Regions from separate parts of the Mus musculus genome. Here regions 1, 2, 4 and 5 are each linked to region 3. Evidence: chromatin contacts called from public HiChIP or PLAC-seq, Micro-C and promoter capture Hi-C data. All regions are on one chromosome and are shown on one strand. Each heading gives the region's core, a stretch centred on a gene start, on an enhancer-like site or on the middle of the called end of the contact. The rest is flanking DNA. Distances are from core to core; before and after follow the strand shown. Region 1 overlaps Dysf (dysferlin). Region 2 has its middle 150 kb from the start of Gm10445. Region 3 holds the start of Spr (sepiapterin reductase). Region 4 has its middle 26 kb from the start of Cyp26b1. Region 5 has its middle 8.5 kb from the start of Cyp26b1.

What was found. Promoter capture Hi-C pulls out the DNA fragments that hold promoters and counts their contacts. A called contact is a pair of places that touch in the nucleus more often than the background predicts. HiChIP or PLAC-seq counts read pairs in DNA pulled down with a chosen protein or histone mark.
Region 1: a contact with region 3 is called in a promoter capture Hi-C map of hippocampal neurons, with 4 times the contacts expected there. The contact joins the enhancer-like site here to the promoter of Spr in region 3. A contact is called at or near these places in 4 of 39 promoter capture datasets (the 3T3-L1 cell line, cranial neural crest, hippocampal neurons and 1 more), 1 of 115 datasets of contacts at active chromatin or transcription factors (stem cell-derived neural progenitor cells) and 1 of 9 other capture datasets (embryonic stem cells).
Region 2: a contact with region 3 is called in a FOXA1 HiChIP or PLAC-seq map of pancreatic cancer cells. The contact joins the enhancer-like site here to the promoter of Spr in region 3. A contact is called at or near these places in 2 of 39 promoter capture datasets (the 3T3-L1 cell line and hippocampal neurons) and 2 of 115 datasets of contacts at active chromatin or transcription factors (astrocytes and pancreatic cancer cells).
Region 4: an HNF4G HiChIP or PLAC-seq map of pancreatic cancer cells shows a contact between it and region 3. The contact joins the enhancer-like site here to the promoter of Spr in region 3. A contact is called at or near these places in 2 of 39 promoter capture datasets (the 3T3-L1 cell line and hippocampal neurons), 2 of 15 datasets of contacts at CTCF or cohesin (embryonic stem cells and large pre-B cells), 4 of 484 Hi-C or Micro-C datasets (cerebellum and embryonic stem cells), 4 of 115 datasets of contacts at active chromatin or transcription factors (embryonic midbrain, embryonic stem cells, forebrain and 1 more) and 2 of 9 other capture datasets (embryonic stem cells and liver).
Region 5: a contact with region 3 is called in a Micro-C map of the HL-1 cell line, with 3 times the contacts expected there. The contact joins the enhancer-like site here to the promoter of Spr in region 3. A contact is called at or near these places in 9 of 39 promoter capture datasets (the 3T3-L1 cell line, the SN4741 cell line, cranial neural crest and 5 more), 2 of 15 datasets of contacts at CTCF or cohesin (the NIH/3T3 cell line and embryonic stem cells), 19 of 484 Hi-C or Micro-C datasets (the HL-1 cell line, the N1E-115 cell line, adipose-derived mesenchymal stem cells and 6 more), 6 of 115 datasets of contacts at active chromatin or transcription factors (craniofacial prominence, differentiating embryonic stem cells, embryonic hindbrain and 3 more) and 1 of 9 other capture datasets (embryonic stem cells).

Annotation. Positions count from the first base shown.
Region 1 is chr6:84,164,506-84,169,556 of GRCm38.p6, reverse strand. The region is part of intron 40 of Dysf (dysferlin); the gene reads right to left. Among named protein-coding and RNA genes, the nearest start is that of Dysf, 150 kb to the right of the region's middle. Within about 2 kb of position 1,371, at least 16 of the 459 cell types and tissues checked have an H3K27ac peak or open chromatin away from gene starts, as enhancers often do.
Region 2 is chr6:84,270,974-84,275,866 of GRCm38.p6, reverse strand. No RefSeq gene overlaps it. Among named protein-coding and RNA genes, the nearest start is that of Gm10445, 150 kb to the left of the region's middle. Within about 2 kb of position 2,771, at least 63 of the 459 cell types and tissues checked have an H3K27ac peak or open chromatin away from gene starts, as enhancers often do. A contact at or near this core is called in pancreatic cancer cells, where this site is marked.
Region 3 is chr6:85,136,241-85,141,437 of GRCm38.p6, reverse strand. Spr (sepiapterin reductase) reads left to right here and starts at 3,674. Exons shown (of 3, transcript NM_011467.2): 1 at 3,674-3,999; 2 at 4,325-4,615. The coding sequence starts at 3,693. It overlaps Gm10444 (a long non-coding RNA gene), which reads right to left and starts at 3,504. Exons shown (of 3, transcript XR_001785286.2): 1 at 3,011-3,504; 2 at 815-1,378.
Region 4 is chr6:84,565,451-84,570,968 of GRCm38.p6, reverse strand. No RefSeq gene overlaps it. Among named protein-coding and RNA genes, the nearest start is that of Cyp26b1, 26 kb to the left of the region's middle. Within about 2 kb of position 2,173, at least 36 of the 459 cell types and tissues checked have an H3K27ac peak or open chromatin away from gene starts, as enhancers often do. A contact at or near this core is called in cerebellum and pancreatic cancer cells, where this site is marked.
Region 5 is chr6:84,599,761-84,605,124 of GRCm38.p6, reverse strand. No RefSeq gene overlaps it. Among named protein-coding and RNA genes, the nearest start is that of Cyp26b1, 8.5 kb to the right of the region's middle. Within about 2 kb of position 3,789, at least 29 of the 459 cell types and tissues checked have an H3K27ac peak or open chromatin away from gene starts, as enhancers often do. A contact at or near this core is called in the HL-1 cell line, the N1E-115 cell line, the SN4741 cell line and 3 more, where this site is marked.

The DNA.
Region 1 (5,051 bases), core at 122-2,621, 970 kb after region 3:
TACCTCACCCCGTGAATACTAAACCACTCAATACCGCCCAAACCACACAGATAGGTGCTCACACATCCTGCTACCAATGACTCAGAAGACCTCTACATACGCACAGTAAATATCAAGTAAAAGACTAGACTTCTAGCCTCTTCTTGATACTTCCTGGATAATAGCCTTCTTGTCTATAGAAAGGTTTCTATGCCATGAACCCTGCCTTTAAGCTGAATCAGCAGAGGGTGGGAGAAAGAAATCTTTAGCTCGATCAAGTGTTGAATTGTTTTTCAAGGCCCAATAAATATGTACACATGAGCTTCAGCAGAGATAGGACCTGGCCATCTGTCAGTCTCTTATAGACATGGTCCCACATGAACAGGGACCCTCTGGGGAACTCGGGATTTCTGACCTTATCCATATGAGATTACAGAGAACTGGACTTGCCAAGCACATAAGTATGACTTGGTAGGAAACTCAGGCTCACTACACACACACACACACACACACACACACACACACACACACTTTAGCTTATTTTTATTTTGAGACTTATGTCCCACATGGGTGAGGGGCCTTCATGGGACTCAGGCTTCTGGCTACATAGGTGAGGAGCTGGAAGGAATCAAGGCTGCCAGCCATGTGGGTGAGAAAGCTGAGGGTACCAGGCTGCCAGGCACATGGCTGAGGGATCTGGGAGAAGCTGGGTTTCTGGCCACATGCATGAAGGGCCTGAGGAACCCAAGGTTTCTGGACACATGGATGAGGGGGCTGAAGGAACTGGGCTGTTAGCCATTTCCAGACTCAGAAGACTAAATTGGGCATTTGGCCTACAACTTGGCTCCCTGAGGGTATCATGCCTGAGAGAATGGAATCTATTCAGTGGGCTGAGAGAAAGAAGATTCCAGATGAGTCTTCAATCCTATGAAGAAAGCAATGCGACATCTCTAATTTGGAATCTGTGATGGTTCCAGAAGGGCCTGGGGGACATGGGAGCTTACCTAACCCTCGTTCTGCTTATGGGTACAGTTTTGCTTAACAAGAGTTCCAGCAATCTACTTAAGAGAAAAACTATTTTTTGAAGGCCTTCCCGGGACTGCAGAAGCATCCATCAAACTACAGACACTAATATTAGCCATCTTAAATTCAATTTAAAAGGGATTTGGGGGGAACTTGCTCTGTGCCAAAGTCAACCCACTTTCTAGTTACCGTGTGCATTTTCATACACAAAATCACGTTAACTTTTCAAATCTTTGTCGAACTTGTTCCTCGGTTCTGATTTCCTGTGCCTTGGCTCCTGTAGAGATGTGTCAGACAAGAGGTGAGGGATGAAGCTTCACCAAGAGCTCCCAAGGAACCTTGTGTTTAGCACAGAGGGCTGCATACTTTCCAAGTGCCCAGGCTAGGGACTAGGCCATTTGTAGGACCAAGAAGGATAAGAAGGCATCATGCTAATGCTAAATACTGGTGTATGCTTTCTGGCCAGTTAGTTGTCAGGGAAAGGTGCGAACATCCCTCTAAGAAGGAGAAGAACCTTTTTCTACTGAGGGCAAGTAGGTCCTTCATGCCAGGGGAAATACCCCTTTGGGAGGAGGGTGCTAGCACAGCGAGGGCTGGCTAGAGGGAGCCAGGGCCGCCTCCTCCCTGATGGGGGCCTGGAGTCTGCCAGACGTTTCACCCCAGGCTGTCCCCCCTGCAGTGTGCACTGAGGGAGGAGGGGTGCACCCCCGAGGAGACCACAGGAATGCCAAGCAGGGGAAAGGCGCCCCGAGCCAAGGGCTCCGGCAACCAGGATCCAATATCGGTGGGTGACTCCAGCCCCCGTAACAGGAGAGACCGTAAAGTATGTGCTGGGCTTCCCAACCCGCACACACAGCAAATAACCAATTACTCCAAATAGCTAACAGATTGCGGCTCCGACTTCCCTCCCCTCGCCCCCACCCCACCCATGCCTTCACTTGTCATTTGATGGGCAAGTTGTATTTGCTCAGAGAAAATGAGAGAATGAGTCACAAGGAAGACCCAAATGACACCAAGGACAGGCATCAAACACCTAAACAGAACTCATGGGAGTAAGGAGAGCAGGCTGCATCTGGACCATGGACAAAGGGGATATGGTTAATGGCGGGAGAGTCTGCAACTTTCAAATGTCTGTAGTGCCCTGCATCCCCAATCCCATGAGTACATGTCTTTAGGAAACTTACATCTATCTTCCTAAGCTGAGAGATACGAGAATAAGGTAAAAGCTATGAATATTGGGGCTGGGGAAATGGACAATCAGTAAAGTACTTGTCTTACAAGCATGAAGATCTGAGTCCAATCCCTAGAAGCCATGTAAGAAGCTGGGCATAGCAGCATTCCTGTAATCCTACTGCTGGTGGAGACAGAAGGATCTCTGGGGCTTGCTGACAAGGTTCAGTGAGAGACTCTGTCTCAAAAAAGAAGAGTGATGGAGAAAATACTTGTCATGGACCTATGGCCTCCATGTGACCTAAGTGCACACACACACACTAAACATGGTTAAAGTTGGCTCTCATTGTCAGAGGCGTGGCCTTGTAGCTTGCAGCCTGGAGACAAACTGCCTCTGGAAATGCTCCTTGCTTGTGAGCGACGCCCCGTAACTGATTGCTTTGGTCAAAAAACATCTACTTCAAAGTCTTGGGATAAATTGCTGTCGAGACTCATGAAGCACACAATAAGGCATTCTCCTCACATTTGGAAGAGAGGGAATTCAGGCTGTCCATGGAGAAAGGGACCTTGATGTAAATGAGTGCTAGGTCAGGACAAGGAGAGGAAAAACCACCTCAGGAGGAAAGAATGTCCTCTCGTAGAGGACTCACTGCTAAGTGAGAAGAATGTGGGGACAGAAAATGAGAGAAACACGTGAGCCATCCTGAAGGAGTGGGAAAAGAGGTTGGCTTTGAATACTGATCCCGTTTATGCACGCATGGTCAGGGAAGCAAGGCTCCAAGCAATAAAACTGTCCCCACGTTTGAAGAGACATGTGCCTGTCACTCTTGGTCAGCTGTCATTAAGTTTCTAGCCTATCCCTAAACACAAGTTGCCTCTCTACTTGCTGAGCTACAGGGAGTTCATGAGCTAGACCAGTACCCACAGTCTCCGGACCCAAAAGCCATGGCTCTCTCTGCACATGCAAGCTGGCACTATTCACATAGATGCTTGAACACCACAAACTTTAGAGTCTACTCAAGCAACACTGTAGGAAGTTTCCTCAAGTAATATCCCTGCCCAGATGGCCTAGTGTAGAAGGTCAATCCTGCTTCGCTTAGGAAACTCTTCCATGGGGATGCATGAGCAAGGACCTGTGGCTCTGACTTTGCCAGCTACTGCTGGCTGCCGCAGTGAACACAGTGGTCTTCGGCTCACAGAAAAGCCCATGGTAGGTGCTTGTGGTTCTGGGTTCCTCCTCATTTCTCCCAGTCTGTTAGATTCCCAGCTGGCAAAGTAGAAGTCTAGCAACTCTAAACCATTTCCATCTTTCTTTGATCTGAAATGGCTTTTGTTAAAAAAGGAAAAAAAAAAAAAGGTCTGTGCATTCACAGGCAGAATTTTCCTTAGGTTCTGTCTTCCAGTGCTTGCCAAGCAAGAATGGCCCCCTGTAAGGCTAAGCAAATGACAGGAAGATGGCCTTGGGGGTCAAAACAAAGGGGGAAACAATATGAGGGAGAAAAAAAAATGTTTCCCCCAGCCAAAGACCTGAGGCTAAACCAGAAGAAAACCAATGGCTTTGTTCATGTTCGTAGGAAGATTGGAGAAGATGCCACAGACAGGAAATCAGAGTGCAGGGTCCTGAAGGAGATATAACCTGCCTGATGGAAAACAGGGCTGTCAGACTCAAAATTGAAACAGATTTCAATTTCCAACTAAAGGACAAACTAGACAACCAGCAAGATCTTCCCAGCAAGGCCATCACACCAACAGACATCTTTAAAACTTTGCTTCACTCTGGAGATGATGAGGGCATAAGGAAAATCTTCCACAGCGAACAAGAAAGGAAAAATCTGGAGAGACGAGGAGCCAAATGCAGACTGACTATGGGACCCCAAAAGCCACGGCTGAACATTTAGTTTTAAGTGAATCTGGGTTTGTAGTGTCTCCAGACTTCTGGTAAAAGTAAACACACATCGTCTCTGGAAGAATGTGACTTCCATCCAGGCCTCAAAGAATTCTCAGATAAAGTTCCAAAGAGCATGAGTTCACAATCAAAAAATAGTGAACACATGAGGAACAGACACCACAAGCGAGAGCCAGCGAGGATGAACCAACTGCAGAAGCAGACCCGTGAGAACAGAAAGCAGAAGTGTCAGAAATAACATGTGAACCAAAGGACTCTCCAGGAAACAAAAGACAGACAGAGACCTTCAAAACTAAACAGACTGAAGAAGAAAGAACATCCAAAAATAAAAAAAAAAAATTTAAAAAAAATGTAAGCCTTGGATGACAAACTTTGGAAACTGGGTTAAATATCAGATCAGAAATGAGTAACGTTAAGTAAATGGAAGATGTATCTTCAGAAATCAGCATCAAGATAACATCAAGAAACGAACATCGGTGCTGGGAAGATGGCTCAGCGGTTAGGAACCGATGCTGTTTTTAACAAAGGACCCCAATTCAGTCTCCAGCACAATAATCCAGACCTCCCAAATCAGGGGATCTGATCTCTCTGATCTTTTGGGGCACCAGCACTGTCATGCACATAACACACACAGGCACATATATTTTAAAAATACAATAAATAATTTTTAGAAATGTATTCCCAAGGCTGAGGAGATGCTCAGCAGTTAAGGATGCTTGCTGCTCTTCCCGAGGACCCAAGTTTGATTTCCAGCACCCACATGAGATGGCTCTCAACTGCCTATAACTCCAGTGGCCACTCTTCTGGCCTGTGTGGACAACTGCATGCATGCAGATTCACACACATGCACATACATAAGTACTTTTTAAGAACTTTTAAAAAGAAGAAATTAACAGAGTAAGGCCAAGTTTCTGCAGGACCCCAGGGTGATCATAAACTGGAGAAGCGTAGGCCCTTACCTATGATCATGCAT
Region 2 (4,893 bases), core at 1,522-4,021, 860 kb after region 3:
CTGTACGAATGATATTTTACACATCTTGGGAAATATGAAATACCTTAGATGCCCAACAAAATGTAAGCAAGTGGAGAAAAAAAACCAAGGCAATTACCAACTTCAGGAAAATGAAAAGTCCTAAGAATGGACTGTAATCATAGTACACCATTTGTGTCAACTGTAAGCACAATTTATAGCCATAACAAAACTCTAAAAATTATTTTAAGTAAGACCTTTGTGTCCCTACCTGAGAGCTTGTAACCTCAGAATCTGTAGGAGTCTCCTCTCAGGGCAGTGATACCTTCAGATTTGACTATAGCTCATCATGTTTCTGTTTCTTCAGTCAGCCAGATACAAAGTATACAGACTTCTCTACTCATTTAGGTCACTGCTGGGAGAAGCTGGCTATAGACTCCCCACCCCAGGACTGGAGCTGAGTTTAGCAAGCTTCTTGATTCAACTCTCAGCCAATACCTGGAGTCTGTTCATAGCGCTCTTGCCATGCAACTGAGCTCCACGCTCCAGTGTCTGGCTCTTCATAGTTGTACTCCTAATTGAGGGCTCTGCAGGGCCACTTCATGGGCTGAATGAATGAGTGGATCAAATGGTTTGTGGATGGTTCTCGCCCTTGCTGGGTGGTTTTGAAGAAGCAAGGCTTTGCTAAATTACACTAAAGTGGCCCTTCTTATCACATGATCTTTAGCATCACAAAGAACTTACAAGAACTACAGATTCTCAGGCCCCTTCTGAGACCCTGGCAGTGGGCCCAGCAGTCTGTCCTTGAGGAGCCTCCAGGTGCTTCTGACATCTCAAACTTGAGCAGCTGTGCAGTTCTCCTCACACTTGTGGCCGTGTCTAGCCCCAGGTTTTCTCACACATGGGTATATGAGAGTGAGGCAGAAGCAGCCATGACAAGAGACCACCAGAGATTCCATCTGGACTTGGCAGAGTTTGGACCCCATTGCCTGATGACTGGACTCAAGGCAGTCTGTTCTAGAGAAATGTGGCCTAATTTGGTTCTGCAGTAGGCAGTAGTTAATGCAGAGACTCCCAAAAGTCAAAGTCCTTTGAGTAAGTGACTGAGCATTCATCCCTACCCGGGACCTCTCTATCTACCCCACCAAGACTTGGGGAACACCACGGAAGAGAGGGCAGAGAGAACGTAAGAGCCCAAGGGTGAGGAGGGGTGCTATGAATGAGGTTTCTCGACATGGTGTGGCCTTTGCACTCATGAACTCAGTAGCCGTGGTTACCTGTCACACAACTGTGGTTACCTTCTCACACCTGTGGTTACTTGTCACACACCTGTGGTTACCTGTCTCACAGCTGTGATTACCTGTCACACAGCTGTGACTACCTGAAATACAGCTGTGGTCACCTGTCTCACACCTGTGGTTACTTGTCACACAGCTGTGGCTACCTGTCTCACACCTGAGGTTACTTGTCACACACCTGTGGTTACCTGTCTCACAGATGTGGTTACCTGTCACACAGCTGTGGCTACCTGAAATACAGCTGTGGTCACCTGTCTCACACCTGTGGTTACCTGTCACACAGCTGTGGCTACCTGAAATACAGCTGTGGTCACCTGTCTCACACCTGTGGTTACTTGTCACACAGCTGTGGCTACCTGTCTCACACCTGAGGTTACTTGTCACACACCTGTGGTTACCTGTCACACAGCTGTGGCTACCTGAAATACAGCTGTGGTTACCTGTCTCACAGCTGTGGTTACCTTCTCACACCTATGGTTACCTGTCTCACACCTGTGTTTACCTGTCATACAGCTATGGTCACCTGTCTCACACCTGTGGTTCCCTGTCTCACACCTGTGGTTACCTTTCTCACACCTGTGGTTACCTGTCTCACACCTGTGGTTCCCTGTCTCACACCTGTGGTTCCCTGTCTCACACCTGTGGTTACCTGTCTCACACCTGTGGTTGCCTGTCTCACAGCTGTGGTTACCTGTCTCACACCTGTGGTTACCTGTCTCACACCTGTGGTTCCCTGTCTCACACCTGTGGTTCCCTGTCTCACACCTGTGGTTACCTGTCTCACACCTGTGGTTGCCTGTCTCATAGCTGTGGTTACCTGTCTCGCACCTGTGGTTACCTGTCTCACACCTGTGGTTGCCTGTCTCACAGCTGTGGTCACCTGTCTCACACCTGTGGCTACTTATACAAGATCAAGTCAGTAAGACCAGTCAACACTCCAGCAGGCAGCACTGATCACACTCAGTGTGTTACAAAAGAAAGAGAAATAAGAAAAGAAAGGAATGGAGAGAACAGCAAGCCAGGAAGGGGGCACACTGCGGATATCTGGGGGTAGTGGAAGAGGGGAGTTGGGAGTAGCTAGGATCAAGATACACTGTATACATGTACAAAGTTCTCAAAGAATAATGTAGAATATTCAAAAATAAAAGTGAAGACCTTTTGTAAGGGAACAAAATGTGAGCCTGGTGTCTTCAAGTCCTGTAGAACTTCTGTGGCAGCAGCCCTGGGTCTCAGCAGCTCTAAAGACTTCCAGTTTAGAGAGGAAGATCCTGGACCAGAGAAGCCAAGGTGGGGCTTGGCATCTCACAGCTGAAACTCTGGGGCAGTAGACAAGGTGACACAGGACCTGAGGAGCAAGGTCAAGTTCTTTAAAGCCTTGGAGCACCTTGCCTATCCAGACCTCCCTCCCACTCCTGCCTCCTCCTGTCTTCCTCCTCAGCCTCCGAGGCAGAGCCAGCAGCCAGCTCCAGGCAGATTTATGGCTTTGGGCCATGAATAATGCAGGAGCCCAGCTCCCAGGCAGGAGCAGGCTGTAAATCACTGCAGACACTGTGCCAGGCTGTTTAATCAGCTGTCCCTGAGGTACCTCTGCATACTGAAGGAGGGCACCCTAGCCACATTCAGGAGTCCATTAATAAGACCCAAGGCTACAACCACTGACCTTTCCCTAGCTAGACCCATAGCAATGCCCTGAAAAGCAGAAATCCCCGGGAAGGCAGAACGGAAGGGCACAGATACAGGAGGAGGCTAGACCAGCCACAATCTGCGGTGCATGTCTGCTCCTAAATTCAGGACTCTGTGCCAGGTTGCAGAGGTCACTGACTTCACTGCCTAAGGGCTCTAGAAAGAGGGGTGTTGATGTACTTGGGCTGAAACACACCGCAGACATCACCCACTAAACCCTGCACTGGCTTAGATCTGTGTCCCACCACTAGGGGAACCTGCTTCTGATTTGTTCAAAGGCGTAATCTCAATGACAGACAGACACACACTCAAACATCCTTCCCAGTTCTGTCTTCTCTTGTTCACAATGTTAATCCCACCTCCTTCTAGAAACCCAGCCTTCCTAGCTCAGGGGCTACCCACCACCCACCATCTCTTCAGAGTACAATCATCCCTAGACTCTGCATCTCCAAGCTACTGGGAACAGAAGTCCAATGCTGCCCAGCTCACACAAGCTGTAGACACATGGAACTGTGGATGGGATTCTATGTGTTTGCCTCCAAGGTACATTTCCCATTAGTCCACTTTGGATGAGTGTTAACTATGCTCTAGAAGAAAGACCTCAGACAGGAGGGTTAATAAACCTATTAAAACTCTGACTCATGCGTCTTCCAGTGACCCTTGTTCCCCACTGGCAAGGAGCCTGTTACCCATAATAAAAGGGTATGCTCGGGCCTAGGAGCAGAATGGGTATGCACAGGGGAGCAGACTTCTGGAAATAGAGCTAGGAATTTTAGAAATGCATTAAGTCCCTGAACCATGTCTCCTGTCACATGACCTAGTCGGTGTCTCTGGAAATCTCACATGGAAAATTGGACTGAAACAGGGAGACACTGCTTCCCCAGGGAGGCGGGCAGGCTGGAAGATACTGATTAGAGCCTTCCGGGGGACCTCAGATGGGGGTTCCCTTGGACGTGCAATTTCATTCATGTGTCAGGTTGCCAGCACTGGGAAATATCCTTGAGACCCATTGATGAGAGACTGAAGGGCTGTCTGTCCTGGTCATAATCAGTCACTTCCTGCCTTGACCACTCTTCTTTCTCCAGACCGCTGCTGACTCCAAGAACGTCATGGCTCAGCACATGCTCAAAGCCACCAAACTGAGTTTACCAGCATCTCTGGGATGCCAAGGCAACAGAAGCCCACAAGCTCCCTACCCTTCCTACTTCTATGTGAAACCATGCTACATCCTTTTGCAAGAAGCACAGGCCCTGCCCTGTCCTTGGTGGGTGCCTGATTTGTGACCTTACTGTTGGCTACACAAAACATTCACTGCATAACCCAAGTGACCAGGCTTCATGGGAAGGGGTAAGTCTACAGCCCTTTATCATCTATCTCTGAGTGAGTCACTTAGCCATCCAACAGCTATCCAGGGCAGACACAGTTCATAGTGTGTGAAGATCAATTAAAACGGGCACCTTGGAGAAAATATGGCCATTCCCTTCCAAGTACTCCACAAGAGTAAGCCCATGCCAGCCTGAGGGCAACTTGGAAGGGGAGACATTATCATTATTCAAATTATTATATTCACATTGTTTTTATTTTACTGACAACTGAGACACAGAGAGGTTCAGTCACTTGACTAAAGCCATATAGCCAAGTAGCAGACATATTTTAAGCCCAGACTGATGGGTTTCAGACACCACTTATGCTCTGAGCAGACCCAGAGCCTGTTCTCTGTAAGAGCTCTCCTCTCTCAGGAGTTCTTAGCCTATGAGAGTGATCTATTGAGCTTCTAGCACGGCTCTGCCAGCTCTGGTGCCGTATCTACCCAGGCTTTCTCCAGCACAGAGGTGTTAGAGGAGAGAGGGCTTAATGTTCCCGGAGAACCATGGCTGTCATGTGAGATCAGGTGAGCCATGAGGGCACAGAATGAGCTGAGGGCTGGGTTTGCCCATTCACATCAGGACAGCAT
Region 3 (5,197 bases), core at 2,425-4,924:
TATGAAGTAAGGACTCTGCTGGCCCGGTGGGAGGTACTGGGGATCTCTGCAGCCAGTGCTCCTTGCTCTCCCTGTGGGAAGCAATAAGGACGTATGCATCCAGTGCTCCCTGTGGGAAGCAATAAGGACGTATACATCCAGTGCTCCCTGGTAGTCCCGTGGGAGGAAATGGGGAGGAAGGTTTGGAGAGCATGGAGACACCACCCTTTGCCAATAAGAAGGTTGCTGCAACCAGTCAGAAACTGATGTTCTACTGCCCCCTTTTGGCCGTTCTACAGCAGCACCGCGTCAGTCAGTGCACCTGGTTTGCTGGAGTCCCTGCTTCAACTCATACCAACAATGGGTGGGAGGTGGGGGATGGGGGAGTGCACTGGAACGCCTACCTAATATGATATTGTCCTTCCTTTTTCTCATGCACACCATAATAAGGGAACAAAACTCCTTCCATTCCTGGGCTGCCTTGGAATGTCCGTGGAAGAAGTTGCATAGACACACTGTTTGCTCTTCCTGGCCCTCAATTGGCTGGGCTGCAAGTCAAGAGTGTGACATCTGCAGCCTGGGTGAGACTGAGTAGCACAAGAAGGCTGGGACAATGACTTCCTGTGCAAACAATACCTGCTTCCCATGTGAGGTCTGAGTTTATTCCCCCAGACTGCGAGGGGAGAGGCAGCATGCTGAATAAAGCTTGTCACCTAGAACTTTGACATGGAGACAGACATACCTCCCCTTTTTTTTATTTTTATTTTTTGAGACAGTCTTTCTATACTGAGCCCTGACTAACTCACTCTGTAGACCAGGCTTTCCCAGAACTCACCGAGATCCTCCTCTTCCTCCTGATTAAAGGCGTGTGCCACCATCATCCGGCTAGGCAGGTGCATTTCAACCTCAATGGCTTTGCAAAAGCCTGTGTCCAAAAGTCCAGGTGTCCAGCACCTGTGAAATGGCATTTGAGCCTGAAGTACATGTGTCGGCACACACTATGTATACATAAAGTTGAGCACACACATGCATGTGCACAAGGACACAGATTAAATATATCATGTGGGAGTGCACTTGCATTATCCTAAATATAGCGATGAAGTCCATGGTCGACTTCAGCCCCAGGTGGCCCTTTGCAAGGCCTGACCTCCTTTCTGCAGGAGCATCCTGGTAGGTAAGACTTAGAAGACTCAGGCAGGGTGATAATGCTGAGAACTCCAGGAAGTTCTTCCATGGATGCTGGATGGTTTGGGGGAGTCTCATTGCTACAGAGTAGGTTCCAATTGGTGGCCTGGCAATGAGATCCCAGCTTTGTCAACCCTGTGGGTCACCTGGATGTCTCACTTCCATGCAGCATGGGACCAGGCACCTCAGAGAAGCCAAGGCAGATGGCCCTGCACTGGGGCAAAAAGAAGGCCATGTGTATCAATTTCTAACATTAACAACCCCCCACCCCTTAATCATTGCATCTTTCTTATATATTGGAAGTAAAATCACATTGTTAAATGGGCTTTTTGTTATATTGTTTTGTTTTGATCCTCCTGAAATTACTGAAATTACAAGCAGCATCACCAAACTCTACCATTTTGTTTTATTGTTTAAAAGATGAAACTGGGGCTGGAGAGATATGGGAGTAGTTAAGAACAGCAGGCTACTCCTCAAGAGGATTGGTTTTAATTCCCACTAGCCACATAGCAGACTGTGTCTGCAGTCCCTGGGGAAGCAGAGGCCCTCTTCTGGCCACCACTTTGCATTGCACACATGTCGTGCACAGACATACATGCAGGCTAAAACCCATATACATAAAAAACAAACAAACAAACAAATAAAAAGATGTTAAAAAGATACTTAAAAAAAAAGAGATATAAGGCCTGAAGAGATGGCTCAGCGGTTAAGAGCACTGACTGCTCTTCCAGAGGTCCTGAGTTCAATTCCCAGCAACCACATGGTGGCTCATAGCCATCTGTAATGGGATCTGATACCCTCTTCTGGTATGTCTGAAGAAAGGGACAGTGTACTCACATACATTAAATAAATAAATGATTTTTTTTAAAGGAGAGATGTAAACAGGACCCTGTATGCTTACTTTGGTTTAAAAAAATTCTTCTTTTCCTGGCTTTGTCTGTATGTCTGTGTGTGCTTATTCCTTTGTCAGTGGATGAGTTGGAGGTGGAGGCCAGAGGACAATGTGTATAGTTCTTTATGCCTGTCCATCTTTCAAAAAGTTTTGCTTTTGTTTTTTGTTTTTTAATTTTGTTTTTTGTTTTTGAGACAGCGTTTCTCATTGTGTAGCCCTGCCTGGCCTGGAACTCACTCTGTAGACCAGACTGGCCTCAAGCTCGGAGTCTCCTACTGCTGTATCCAGACTGCTGGGATTAAAGGTTTCATTGCAGCCACGTGGCTCAGAAAGGGTTTCATTGTGTAGCCCTGGCTGTCTGTCCTAGAACTGGCTTTGTAAACCAGGCTGATGCAAACTTACAGAAATCCTCCTGCCTCTGCCTCTACCTCCTGTGTGCTAGGAGCACCACCATTGCCTGGTCACACTTAGTGTTTTTAATGTCGGTTCTGGGGTTCAAACTCAGCATGATGGCCTTGAACTCACTATGTCTGTTGAAGATCCTTCAACTACTTTGGAAATAAGATAACAAATCCAATAGATTAGTGGTAAGTAAGTAGTTTTAAATATACAGTTCTGCTGAAAGGGAACTTTGGCATAGAGAAAAGGCATTAATGACGTGTTGATTTGGCACAAGACAGTGTTTTTTAAAAACCTATAGAGAGACATTCCGGCTCTCTTCTCATATAGGCCTACAGGATTTGCATCGCTCTAGGTCCCCTATTTCGTTGGCCTAGGACAAAAGCCTCATTCAATTTAAAAAAAAAAAATTGGAACTTGAGAATGGCCCCTACTGATTGCTGGTTTCCCAATCTGACCAGGCTAAGTGACTAGTCCTACCACTTGAACTTTCTGAAACAAAGAGGAGCTAGCCGCTGGCCTGCCTGCCTGTAATTCCGATGGACTCTAGCTCACCTCAGACTAAAAATGGATCAAAGCAATCTCTATGTCTTTCTCTGCTGTCCTCCTCAGACATCTCCAGAGAGCTGGGATATTTTTCTTTCCCATTTGAGATTATGAAGTTGTTTCTAGAGTGCATGACGCAGGTTGAAGGATAAGTACACAGGTCCCAAGGAACCAAGCGTTTTCACTGACGGTGATGAGTCTTGTTCGTGAGATTGTTGTGATTCTCAGCCTTTCTCTTCCCCTGTGTGTGCTCTTCATTTTCTGGTTCTGTCTGCCTAGCACCTCCTGGGGAAGCTGCTGTGCTTTTCCAGAGAAGGCTTCTGTTAATCAGAGTGCAAAGGGACCACAAGCTCTACACACTTCATCCAAGGCTGTCACTGGTCTCTAACTGGTATGTCCTGTATGGATAAAGACAAACCTTAACCCTGGAGGAGGAAGCTGATCCTGGAACAGGGTGGAAATTGAGAACGCGCCTCTCAGAAAGGGGCTGAGTTTGTGGGAGTGGCGCTCAAGGGGAACCCGGAAGCGCTGGGAAGGGGATTAGGATTTCCTGCCGAGGCCCGGCTGCCTGGCTTTTTTTTCCCCCGCCCAAACACCAGTGGATTCTGGCCCGAACTTCCGCCGTCCCAAGCCAAGAATAGGCTCCGCCCCGTCCTGGTTCAGTAGCTGCGCATGAGTCTGAGTTCCAGGCATGGAGGCAGGCGGGCTGGGCTGCGCTGTGTGCGTGTTGACCGGGGCCTCCCGGGGCTTTGGTCGCGCCCTGGCCCCGCAGCTGGCCCGGTTGCTGTCTCCCGGTTCCGTGATGCTCGTAAGCGCACGCAGTGAGTCGATGCTGCGGCAACTGAAGGAGGAGCTGGGCGCTCAGCAGCCTGACCTGAAAGTGGTGCTGGCAGCCGCCGATCTGGGCACCGAGGCTGGCGTGCAGCGGTTGCTGAGCGCAGTACGCGAGCTCCCGAGGCCCGAGGGGCTGCAGCGCCTGCTGCTCATCAACAACGCAGGTGAGAGTCCCGTCCAGACCCCGGCTGCGAGCTCTTACCTCATAGGCTTTTGGGTAGGTGAAGGGCAAGTCCCTAAAAGTCCAAAGTCCAAGAGGAGGGAGGGTGTATCAGTGTCACTACGGGGCGACAGTGCCTCCTGGCGGATGTGTGAGTCAAGACTTTTTGAACAAATCACTCTGCTTTACTACAGTATTCTTTGCTTGCATTAGGGGTGTCTGCAGAGCTGGGGCAGAGAGATAGCCTATGAGGAGGAACTGTGGAAGGCTGAGGGAGAAGAGTGCCCCAGTTGTGTCATTTCTTTGGTCCCGTTTTTTTTTTTTTTCAGCCACTCTTGGGGATGTTTCCAAAGGCTTCCTCAACGTGAATGACCTAGCTGAGGTGAACAACTACTGGGCTCTGAACCTGACCTCCATGCTCTGTTTGACTTCCGGCACCTTGAATGCCTTCCAGGATAGCCCTGGCCTGAGCAAGACTGTGGTTAACATCTCATCTCTGTGTGCCCTGCAGCCCTACAAAGGCTGGGGTCTGTACTGTGCGGGGAAGGCTGCCCGAGACATGCTCTACCAGGTCCTGGCTGCTGAGGAACCGAGTGTGCGGGTGCTGAGCTATGCTCCAGGTAGGTGGGTGCTCCTGACAGTGCTGTCCCTAGACTTAGCTGGTACCTTTCTGGGGGCTAGGCAAGGAGGGGAACCTGATCTATATTCTCCATAAAGAATCCAAAGACACCTTATATGCCCCAGTATAGGGGAATGCCAGGGCCAAGAAGCAGGAGTGGGTGGGTAGGGGAGCAGGGCGGAGGGAGGGTATAGGGAACTTTCGGGATAGCATTTGAAATGTGTATAAAGAAAATATCTAATAAAAAATAAATTTAAAAAATGTGACACACACACACACACAAAGAATCCAAAGACTATCGGGCCCCTACTACCTCTGGTAATGACTCCTCACTTCGTAAGAAAAATACAGACTCCCAAGACGTTGGAGCAGTCAGGGGCCGAGGTACTCAGCCTCAGGACTTGTCCGATTAGCAGGTGGGATAAACATCCAGACACATAAAATGCATTAAGACTAAAACTGAAAAAAACAAAATGCCTTTATATGTTCAGCTGTCTGCTTTTGTCCCTCAAGGGACACATACTGTTCCTCCATGTGTGCCCGACACCCAATAAAGCTGTATGGAGGATGGACACATGGAATG
Region 4 (5,518 bases), core at 924-3,423, 570 kb after region 3:
CTCCATCCGTAGCCTGACTGTCCAGGAGGCCTGGGGTGGAGATTGTGGAAAGACAAGACTACAGGATGGGGACAAGCAATGTCCATGAGGGTTCTAGGGACTAGGGCTGTGGGAGTCGTGGGGTGGGGGGTGGAGACCAGGAGCCAGGAAGCACAGCTGGAGTCTCAAATCCTGGAGTGGCCACTGCCAGGCTCACCTGACAAAAGTCACTGTGTGGTCGCCTCTGTTCTTTCTCACAATGGCTCTGCCCACAGCACCCTGGCCCAGGCGCATTGGGACACAGGGCCTTGTTTGTTCCGCCTGGATCACAGAAGCCGATAGTGGCACTAGGGCAGGATAGTTACAGACCTTGGGCACCTATTCTTCTGTATGGTGAATGCGGTCTTCTCACCTCCCATCCCTGGATCTGCTCACCCCATCCTTCCACCTTCCACAAAGTCAGGGGGGATTTGTTTCCTCCATAAAAGCAGAATCCTGCAGTGACCTTCCTAAGGTCACAGGGAAACCAAGAGAAGGGCTGGGGACAGGTGCCCTGTAGTGGCCAGTACTCACCGCAGCTCTCTTGGGCTGGCCCAGGTCCAGCCAGCAGTCGCAGCAATGCAGGGACTGGATGTCTTGGGAACCTTTCCAGGGAGGCCATGGTTTGTCTGGGTGTGAGTTCCATCCATCCCTGTGACAGCAAATGGAGCTGCAGCGGGGCCCCAGGGCTACCCTTGGCCTGACCCCCTGCCTTGCACTGGCAGGGAGCCAGATGGGGAGCTGGTCCCCTCATCAGCTCATTCCCTGCCTTCCACATGGTGCTGAGCTGGTGGTGGTGGGGAGGGGACAATGACTTTAGCTGCTCTCCCTCCCCTTTCCCCAGCCAGCTGTAGGCTGAGCTTCCCAGGCCTGAAAGGAGCATACAGACACTGGACAGATAAACAGGGACACTGTTTGTCCCTGGACTGGGGCACCAGTTTGGAGAGAACTTAGAAGATCCACATTCAGACATCTTCCAGCCCTTTCCCAAAATTGCCTTGGCCTTGGCTGGGCTTGGCTGCCCAGGACCTCAGGGCCAGCAGGGTGAGCTGTGAGAGGCAGCCAGCTATGCCTGAAGGTTGGGAGGGAAGGAGGGAGACAGAGAAAGGGAAGGGGCAAGTCAGGGGAGGGAGTAAAGGGAGCAGGCAGGAACAAAAAGAGGAAGAGGGGGAGGGGAAAGGGTAGGAGAGAGACAGAGGAGGAGACATCAAAAGCAGGCTTCATGCCTGGCTGAGGCTCTAGGCTCTGGTCTTGGGACAATAATGAGCAGTCTGGGGCCTTTCTTCCCATAGCTTTCTCCCCTCCAACTCCATGTCCCCCAGAAGAGGCTGAGCTGGCCCACCTTGCACTGGCTCTGCTATCTCCTGGGCCTCCTAGCTCTTCATTCTGGCTGTGTGGACAGGGTGCTGTCTAACCTGGGAGGGAATAGGGGTAGTTTGGAAGGCTGGAGTCCTGGGCTGCACCCATAACAGCTCTTCTTGATTGATCTGGCTAGGTTTTCTAGGCCCTTCCTTCTCAAAATATCTTGCTCTGGGACCCTGGCTTGGTGAGATAAGGTAAGTAGGGCAGGTGGTGACTGGTGGTCCTGGGGTGTATCCTGGGGATCTCACTATGAGCTGATACCCTCAGAAGGCCTCAGGCTCTCTACCCCCACTTGAGCAAGGACCCTAATTGGCTCACTTTGAGTCATGTACCAACCCCTGGCCAGGTATCTGACTTCTTCCAACTGGTGCCCCAGAGTAGGGACAGTTGGCAGTACATGACAGACAGCCTGAAGCAGAGGCCAGAGCAGGTCAGTGGCAAGATTCAAGTTCTTGGTCTTAAAGGCCACCTCCTGACTTACCACATAGCACTGCACCGAGGCAGTTGCTTCCTGTGGGCTAACGGAGGTGTCTCTCCCGAGCCTGTCTCTGGCCTTGAGATCTCTGGTTATGCCAAAGTACTTCCTGCTTGCCTGTCTTCCCTCCCACCTTCCTTCTTCCCTTCTCTCTTTCTTCAGGAAAAACGCTCAACCTAAATTAACAGGTTAGGGACATTACTTCCTTTTACATTGCTGAGAACATCGTCACCGTGGATTCTGTCTTAAGAGTCCCTTTCACACCCCAGGGGAGGGGCTGCGCAGGCGTGCACTCTGGGGGCCAGGTTTCTGCCCAGCTTCCTTAGGATTCTGTTTGAAACTCTATAGCAGCGCTGTGAGTGGCTCACACTGGTGTGGGGAGAGCAGGGTGGAGGAGCCCAAGGAGAAGGCTGAGCCACCGTAGAGACTGGATGTGAAATAGGAGGCACACATACAGACATATGCATTTGCATACATATGTATGTATATGATGGTAATTTTGGCAGTTCTGGGGAATTGAAGCTTTAATATGCACACACATTTGTGTGATTTTAAAATTATTTAATCTATATTTTTCAAGTGTACACGCGAGAGTCAGAGGACAATTTGTAGTCACTTCTTTTCTTCTACCATGTGGGTCACCAGAATGGGGAATGACTCAGGTCAGGAGACTTTGTGGCAATCTCTTTACCTACTGAGTCATCTTGCTGACCTCCATGATGTGAATCGAAGTATATTCCTAAGGATTCACCCAGGGTGTGTACCACCGTGTAAAGATTAAGGTCACAGTTTATACACAAGCGCTCCCATGGTGACAGCACCTCTTCTGGATTCTAGCAATGCAGTGTGGCTATTGCCTTCATGTTTACTTTTCAATTACAACAGGGTCCATGCTTGAAGAGGCTGGAACAAACACCACGCCCCAGGCTTACATTTATCTTCGCACATGTGTGACCATAGGTTGGTTGCTTCACAAGCACATGCACACACGCATGCACACACATACACACGCATGCACACACACACACACACACATGCACACACATACAAAGCTTAAGCAAAGAGAAAGAATGAGCAATCTGGCCTGGAGCCGTGTCTCTGTGAGAATCCCCACTCTGCTAATGCCCTGTGCAGATGCTGTAGTTGGCAGGCAGCTTTTAGAGAGTGACAGCTTTCACGGTCCTCAGAGAGTGACCTACCCCACAGGCATCCCCGGCTCTGCCATCTCCAAGGCCTTGTTGGCATCAGGCCCAGGGCCACACAGAGCTCCTGTCCTAATAACAGTACCCCCGGGATGGCAGGGGATGGCAGAGCAGAGCCATTGATGAGAGATAGTAAATGTTAGCCTTGGACTAGTGCCTGGGACTGAGTCTGGCCCAGGCAGCCTTGGAGAACATGGGGTCTCAGCCTGGGATCTAGAGTGGCTCCGAGAGGCCTTGTTTTGCGTGTGTTCCAGCCTGAAGGAGTGAGTTCTTGGCTTCCACAGCCCGCCAAAGAGGTTCTGAGGAGATTTAGCAGGTTTGGGCCCTAACAGCAGAATGTGAGAGATAGTGTGCATGTGTGTATAGGTGCACATGTGCGCAGATGTGTGTGTCTGTGTGGTCAGTCTCAAGTGTGGTTCCTAGGAACCATCCACCTTATTTTTTATTTTGAAGACAAGTTTTCCCTCTCTATCCCTGGCTGATCTGGAACTTGCTATACAGACCAGGCTGGCCTTGAACTCACAGAGACCTATCTCCCTCTGCTTCAGACTGCTGGGGTTAAAGACCTTCATGCCTGACTCACTTTTTTTTTTAAAACATGTGTGTGTGTGTGTGTGTGTGTGTGTGTGTGTGTGTGTGTGTGTACAAATGTGTGGAGATACCAATGGAGGCTGGAAAAGATCATATCCCTTGAAGCTAGAGTTACATGCCATTGTGAGCCCCTTGCAGTGGGTGCCGGGAACCAAACTTAATCCCAGCTGGGAAAGCAGCAGGGCCTCTTAAAGGCTGAGCCATTTCTCTAGTGGCCACCTTGCTTTTTCAGATGAGGTCTCTCACTGGCCCAGAACTCCACAAGTAGACAGATGGGCTGGCTGGCTTTCAAACACCAGAATCCTCCTGTCTCTGGCTCCCAGCTCAGGGGATTCTAAATCTTTTAAAATAGGGACCCTGAGGATTCAACTTCAGCTTGGTCCCCGGCATGGCCATCATGTTGTGGGTGGAGCTATCTCACTAAAAAAATCTTTGGGATCATTTTTTTATTCCTCATTTCCCTCAGCATTAAGGTCCCCTTTTACAGCTGGCTCTGAGTCTAGGTAACACAGCCATGATCCCTTGTCTGGAAGGTAGGATTCCTCATTGTCTGGGGTTGGGGAGAATGGGGGTGGGGTAGGGGTGGGAAACCTCTTCTGGCAGTGGAGTGGCTGCTCGTAGGCCTAGGGAATTATCATCGTCTCCCAGTTTGGGAGGAAGCCACTGGGCATGACCTTACCCTGACCTTCCTGAAGGATGAGCAGCAGACAAGAGCATCCATGAAGGGGCTCTGAGCAGCGGGCGCAGGGCCAGTGCCAGCATTCCTTGCTCAGGCTTTTTGGTGGCCCCTGGGCTAGGGGTGATCTTACCTCTTGCAGCATCTTAGCTTGGCAAGTCAGGAGCCATGCCTGGGAGGCTGGGAGGGGCGAGGTGAGTGCAGAGAAAAGTCAGGGCATGTGTGGGCTGCAACCAAAGGACTAAGCATAAGGTGTGTCCCGAGGGGCCGGCTGGCAGCATGAATGTAGGGTGGGGAGGCTTTACAAAAGACCTGGGGGTCAGGGCTGACTCCGGGCTGGCTTTGAGCAGTGCTTAGAAGTGATGGCAACAGGGTGTGGGAAGGCTGGGGCCGGGAAGTGATCGTGGTGGCTCTTAGTGCCACTCCCATGGTTGAGGGCCTCACCTCTGAGGGACAGGGTGATGCCTACCCTGGAGAATAAGGCTTAGCATCTGCTTTTCAGTCTCCTGACCCCAGGAGGCCTCACTCCAAAGGCCCCAGATCACAGATGGGCATTTACGTCCTTAGCCTGGAAGTGCGTGCTGTTTGTTAATAGAAAAATGTCACCTTGGGGCCAATGGTGTGACTGAGTGGGGTGTTGAGAAAAATACCTCTTTGAATCACTACCAGACCAGAGTGTAGCTTCTGTCTTCCTGAGGAATCGAAGAGGCTGGGGTGCTGCATGGATTGGGGGGCTGCTTGCCTATCCAGGCAACTGTGAGAGGACGAATTCTCTCTCTGACTGCACAGGCCTCACACACACTGGATCCTGTTGGACTGGGATAGACCGGAAGAAGCTCGCCATGGGATGGGCTGTCACAGTCTGAAGCCAAGGTGCAGCGTATGTGAGAGAGGAACTGTCCAGGATGAAGATGCTCCAGGAGAAGGGTACTCCAGGAGGGGTTGCTCCAGGACGGGTGTTCCAGGAAGGATGCTACAGGGAGTGCTTTTAGGAGAGGGGTACCCCAGAGGGGTGCTCCAGGAGAAGAATGCTTCAGGAAGGGGTGCTTCTAGGAGAGGGGTGTTCCAAGAGGGAGCTCCAGCAGACCCTTGGCATGTTGTGACAGGGAAAGGAAGGCACGGGCCAGCCAAACAAGTCATCCTTAGTGAGTCAAGCTTCTGGCAGACAGCCCCTAGCCCAGGGCATCTGTGACT
Region 5 (5,364 bases), core at 2,540-5,039, 540 kb after region 3:
TGTAATGACCTCTTCAGTTTCACTAGGAGTTATAGATCTATTTAAATTGTTTATCTGATCTTGATTTAACTTTGATGTGTTCTGTATTTTTTTTTAATTATTACTACATTTAATTTTTACAGACCAGTCATTGCCCCCCTCCCGGTCTACCCTCCTACAGTTCCTCGTCCCATTCCTCCTTCCCACTGCACCCTCCCTCCCTCCCTCCCCCACCCCACTCCAAGAGAATGCCCCACCCCCATCCCACTCCCTTGGGCCTCATGTCTCTTGAGGGTTAGGCGAATCTTCTCCCACTGAGGCTAGACCAGGTAGTCTTCTGATGGATATGTGTCAGGGGCCTCAGACCAGCTCATGTATGCTGTCTGGTTGGTGGCTCAGTGTCTGAGAGATCTCAGGGGGTCCAAGTTAGTTGAGACTGCTGGTCTGCCTATGGGATCACTCTCTTCCTCAGCTTCTTACAGCCTTCCTCTAATTCAACCACAGGGGTCTTCAACTTCAGTCCAATGAATGGGTGTAATTATCTGCATCTGTCTCAGTCAGCTGCTTGTTGGGTCTCTCAGAGCACGGCTATGCTAGGCTCCTGTCTATAAGCATACTATAGCATCAGTAATAGTGTCAGGTCTTGGAGCCTCCCCTTGAGATGGATCCCAAGTTGGTCCTGTCACTGGACGTCTTTTCCCTCAGTCTCTTCTCCAATTTTGTCCCTGAAGTTCTTTTAGACAGGTTTTGTTCCTAAGGTCCATTTGCTTGGAATCTCTTTTTTCAATCTTTTACTCTCGGGTGATATCTATTCTTGATGTTAAGGTGTATATCTTGGGTACAGTAGAGGATTGATCCTGTTTCTGCATCCATTCTGTTAGCCTCTGTCTTTTTTATTGGGGAATTGAGACCATTGATGTTGACAGATATTAGTGAGCAGTACATGTTGATTCCTGTTATTTTGTTTTTGTGCTGTGTGTCCATGTGTGTTTATGTCTTTTCCCCTGACCTTTCTTAGATTTAACTTTTTTTTTTTTAACTAAAGTATCCATTCTTCTATCATGTCTTCAGTGACTGAGATTCCCTCTTGTAGTCTGTTACCTAGGCTTGCCTCTAAGGTTCCTTTTCTGGTCCTAAATTTTTCACTTTTAGATTTCACTCAGTTTGGTTTTTCTTTATTGATTCTACTTTCAGGTCTTAACTGTTTTACTCATTCCCTTCCACTGCTTGTTTTTGATTTATAGATTTCTTTAAGGGTCTCCCACTGGTCCTTGTGGTCTATTAGAAAATGACAATTACCAATTCCTTTCTCCATCAAAGAGCTGAGTATTGGTAGAGGGACAAATTAGACAAATCACTTTACAGAGGAAAATTATTTGATAAAAGTTCAGGGACATTTCAGATTACTAGACAAAATTGGGAATCAGAACTTGGAAACAGCCACAGACTTGAGGAAATGCCTGTAAACTAAGATAAATAATATGAAGGGGTTTTACACAGTTGGTAGAGATAAATCTGAAACCTAGGGAAAAATAATGTACTTACAACTATTACAGGTATATACATATAGAGAGACATAGATACATGATGAAAATTGTACCAGGGGGCTGGCGAGATGGCTCAGCAGGTAGGGGCACTGACTGCTCTTCTAAAGGTCCTGAGTTCAAATCCCAGCAACCACATGGTGGCTCACAACCACCCGTATTGAGATCTGACACCCTCTTCTGGTGTCTGAAGACAGCAACATTGTATTTATTTATAATAAATAAATAAATCTTTTTTTAAAAAAGGAAAGAATTTTAAAAAATAAAATAAAAATAAATTAGAAAAAAGAAAATTGTACCAGGAAGATAAAGGAAAGCCACTCAGCATGGGAAGAGAAAGAGAGCTGCTCAGAGCTGTGGTCAATAGCTAAAGATTATTTTTCTATTTCTGAATGTTTTCCCCACTTTACTTGACAGATCCACTGGAGCATAGTGCAATAATAGAATCGTCAAGACTGCTCTTCCTGGGCTGCAGTCAAAGAACTCTTGTTCTCCGTTGCTGTGGGATTTTCTAGAGTTTATCAATGTAAGGGAGTTTTCTTCTATCCCTAGGCCACTGTAAGTGTTTACTCAAAATTCCCATTGGATGCCAGCAAAGCTTTTTCATCTTTTCATTGGAATGTTCATTGTTAAAAATCTCTAACTATAGTGATGTTCCTTTGCTGAAGGTCTTTTAGTTCACGTATAGCTTTGTTCCATTTGGTCAAGGTGCTGTTATCTTGGTGAACTTCTGGGTGTTATTTGGTAACATTAAATAGGATTTTTATATAAATATTAAAAGATAGGGCTTATCTGTTTCTCCTCCTCCTCTTCTTCCTCCTCCTCCTCCTCCTCTTCTTTTGAGACAAGGTCTCAGAATGTGACCCTGTCTGGCCTGGAATGTGATATATAGACCAGGCTGAACTCAAAGAGATGCATCTGCTTCTGCCTTCAGAGTACTGGGTTAAAAGATGTGACCCACCAAGCAAAGCAATGTCTATGCTCCCTGATGTCTTCAACAACAGAATTTTGGTTTTTGTGTGTGCTCATGTGTGTTTGCAAATTGCTATCTTAGAAATCTAAAAAGTAGCCAGGCAGTGGTGGCGCACGCCTTTAATGCCAGCACTTGGGAGGCAGAGGCAGGCGGATTTCTGAGTTGAAGGCCAGCCTGGTCTACAGAGTGAGTTCCAGGACAGCCAGGGCTGCACAGAGAAACCCTGTCTCGAAAGAAAGAAGGAAAGAAAGAAAGAAAGAAAGAAAGAAAGAAAGAAAGAAAGAAAGAAAGAAAGAAAGAAAGAAAGAGGAGAAAGAGGAGAAAAAAGAAAAGAAAAGAAGAGAAGAGAAAAGAAGAGAAAAGAAAAGAAAAGAAAAGAAAAGAAAAGAAAAGAAAAGAAAAGAAAAGAGAAGAAAAGAGAAGAAAAGAAAAGAAATCTAAAAAGTTCATGTGGAATGCCAGGGCCAGGAAGCAGGAGTGGGTGGGTTGGGAAGCAGGGGAAGGGGTTGGAGGGGATAGGGGATTTTTGGAGGAGAAACTAGGAAAGGGGATAACATTTGAAATGTAAATAAAGAAAATATCTAATAAAAAATCTAAAAAGTTATTTGTTCTTCGTTTTTTAGACGGTCTTTTTAAAAATGGGGCTATAACAAATATTTATTCTGTAACAAATATATATTCTCATGCTAAATAATTTTATTTTTTATTTATTTTAATTTCTCCCCATTTATTGCTGATTGCTGCCCCCCCCTCCCCATTTGTTTCTTGGCAATGTGTTTCTTCCCTTTGTGAAGGCTGAAGGAGGTAGGAGGAGCTGTGATTCCTGCAAGCTATGGGAGGGAGGGGAATCAGTTGGAGCAGGATGATGTAACCTAGGCAAACAGAAGACAAAAGAATTAAGTGTATGTAGTCTCTAAACAACTCTTACACAGTGTGAAGGTGCCTGCGGATCCATAGCAGTGGGGACTGGGATAAAGGTTACATTCCAGAAGCAGCATGAGGACTAGGACATGGGTCAGAAGTAGAGTTCTCTTCTACCATGCCTAAGGGCCTGGCTCAGTGCTGAGCACCATACCACCAGAATAAACATGGAAGTTTCTAATTAACTAAATAAATAGCCAGAAGTCAGGAAAATGGTAAACTAATATTGATTTCAAAGAAGAAGAATTAATTTTGGACATGCCTAGATCATGTTTGCCTTGATGAAGATCTGGCCTGGTGGCATAGGCTTGTAATCCCAGCTACATGGGAGGTTGAAGCCAGAGAGTCAGGGCTTTAAGGCTTGTCTAGGCTAGAGAGCAAGTGAGGGTGGGGCAGAATGTGGTCACATTGCTGAGATCACCCTGCCAGTCAGCTGTCCCTGTTGTTTAGATAGAAAATCCCAAAGCCCAGGAACAGTATTCTCAAAGTTGTACTAACTGCCATCCTCTTCCCTCATCTCTGGTCCTTAGTGAGATATCAGTGCAGGCCTGGGGAGATGCTCAGCTGGGAAAGGCTTGCCTAGCAAGCATGGGAACCTGTGTTTGATCTCCAGATCCATATACAAAGGAAAGATGACATGGTAGCAGATGCTTTTTTTATTATATATTTTCTTCATTTACATTTCAAATGCTATCCCGAAAGTCCCCTATACCCTTCCCCCACCCTGCTCCCCAACCCACCCACTCCCACTTCCTGGCCCTGGTGTTCCCCTGTACTGGGGCATATAATCTTCGCAAGACCAAGGGTCTCTCCTCCCATTGATGGCCGACTAGGACATCCTCTGGGTAGCAGATGCTTCTAACACTAGTGCTGGGCAGCAAAGACTGAGTTTGTCCTCTAACCTGACTATCAACACACATGTACACCCCCTTCCCCCCCACACACACACACCTGCATGCAAACTGTAGACCCAGGATTCTTAAGTAAGTACTTTCAAGCTAATGGAGATACAAGCTTGGTTAGAGTCTGAAGGAAAAACATGTTGACAAATAACTAGGATCGAGTTACTTAAATAGAAGTCAAAGGGGTCTTGAAGTGACCAAGAAGCAGAAGAACATGTGTCATGGCCATAGACACCAGAGCCTCAGAGGGATGCGATGCATGTACCTGAAATCCTTAGAGTCCTTCACTAGATAACAACATAAAATGAACTGCTGAGCTTCACAGCAGTTCACTCCCCGCCCCCCTACCCCCCGCCCCCCCCCACACACCTTCTTAACACACCTTATCCTCTTACCTCCCCTTCCCCTCCCCAATAGTTCATTCATGCCTTAGGCACCACAGTAGGTCGGCGCATGGATGAGGAAGATAAAAATGCCAGGGTGGTCTGCGTAGAATGTTCTAGAATGCCAGCAGCACTCTGGAAACATTCAGAAAAACTGGGATAGCAGTGCTTGATTGGAAAAGGTAAGAATTTACCAAGAGGTGAAAGAAGGAAGTTCAAAGGGAAAAGATAGTAAAGGGATATGAATGGAAGGAGGCAGTGACTGGTGTGAAGACTCGGATCATGCCATGCCCACCACACTGAGCAGAACACACAGCCATGTGGGTCTCTGAATGGGAAACCCTTGCCTGAGCCTGCAAATGTGGGCTAGGTGGTTCCTCTGAAGAGCCATCCCGTAGAAGAAAACCTAATTTGGATATGTGCACATCCTAGAGCCCCATTAACTCTGGGTTAAACACTCAGAAAAAAATAGCATTTCCTTCCCAGTGCGGTGGCAAGCAATACTGCAGCTCTCTGCCACTAACCCCATCCCTCTTCTATAGTGCTCCCCTCTTTTTTTTACATATATATTTTCTTTATTTACATTTCAAATGTTTTCCCCTTTCCAGGTCTCCTCTTCAGAAACCCACTATCCCATCCCTCCTCCCCCTACCTCTATGAGG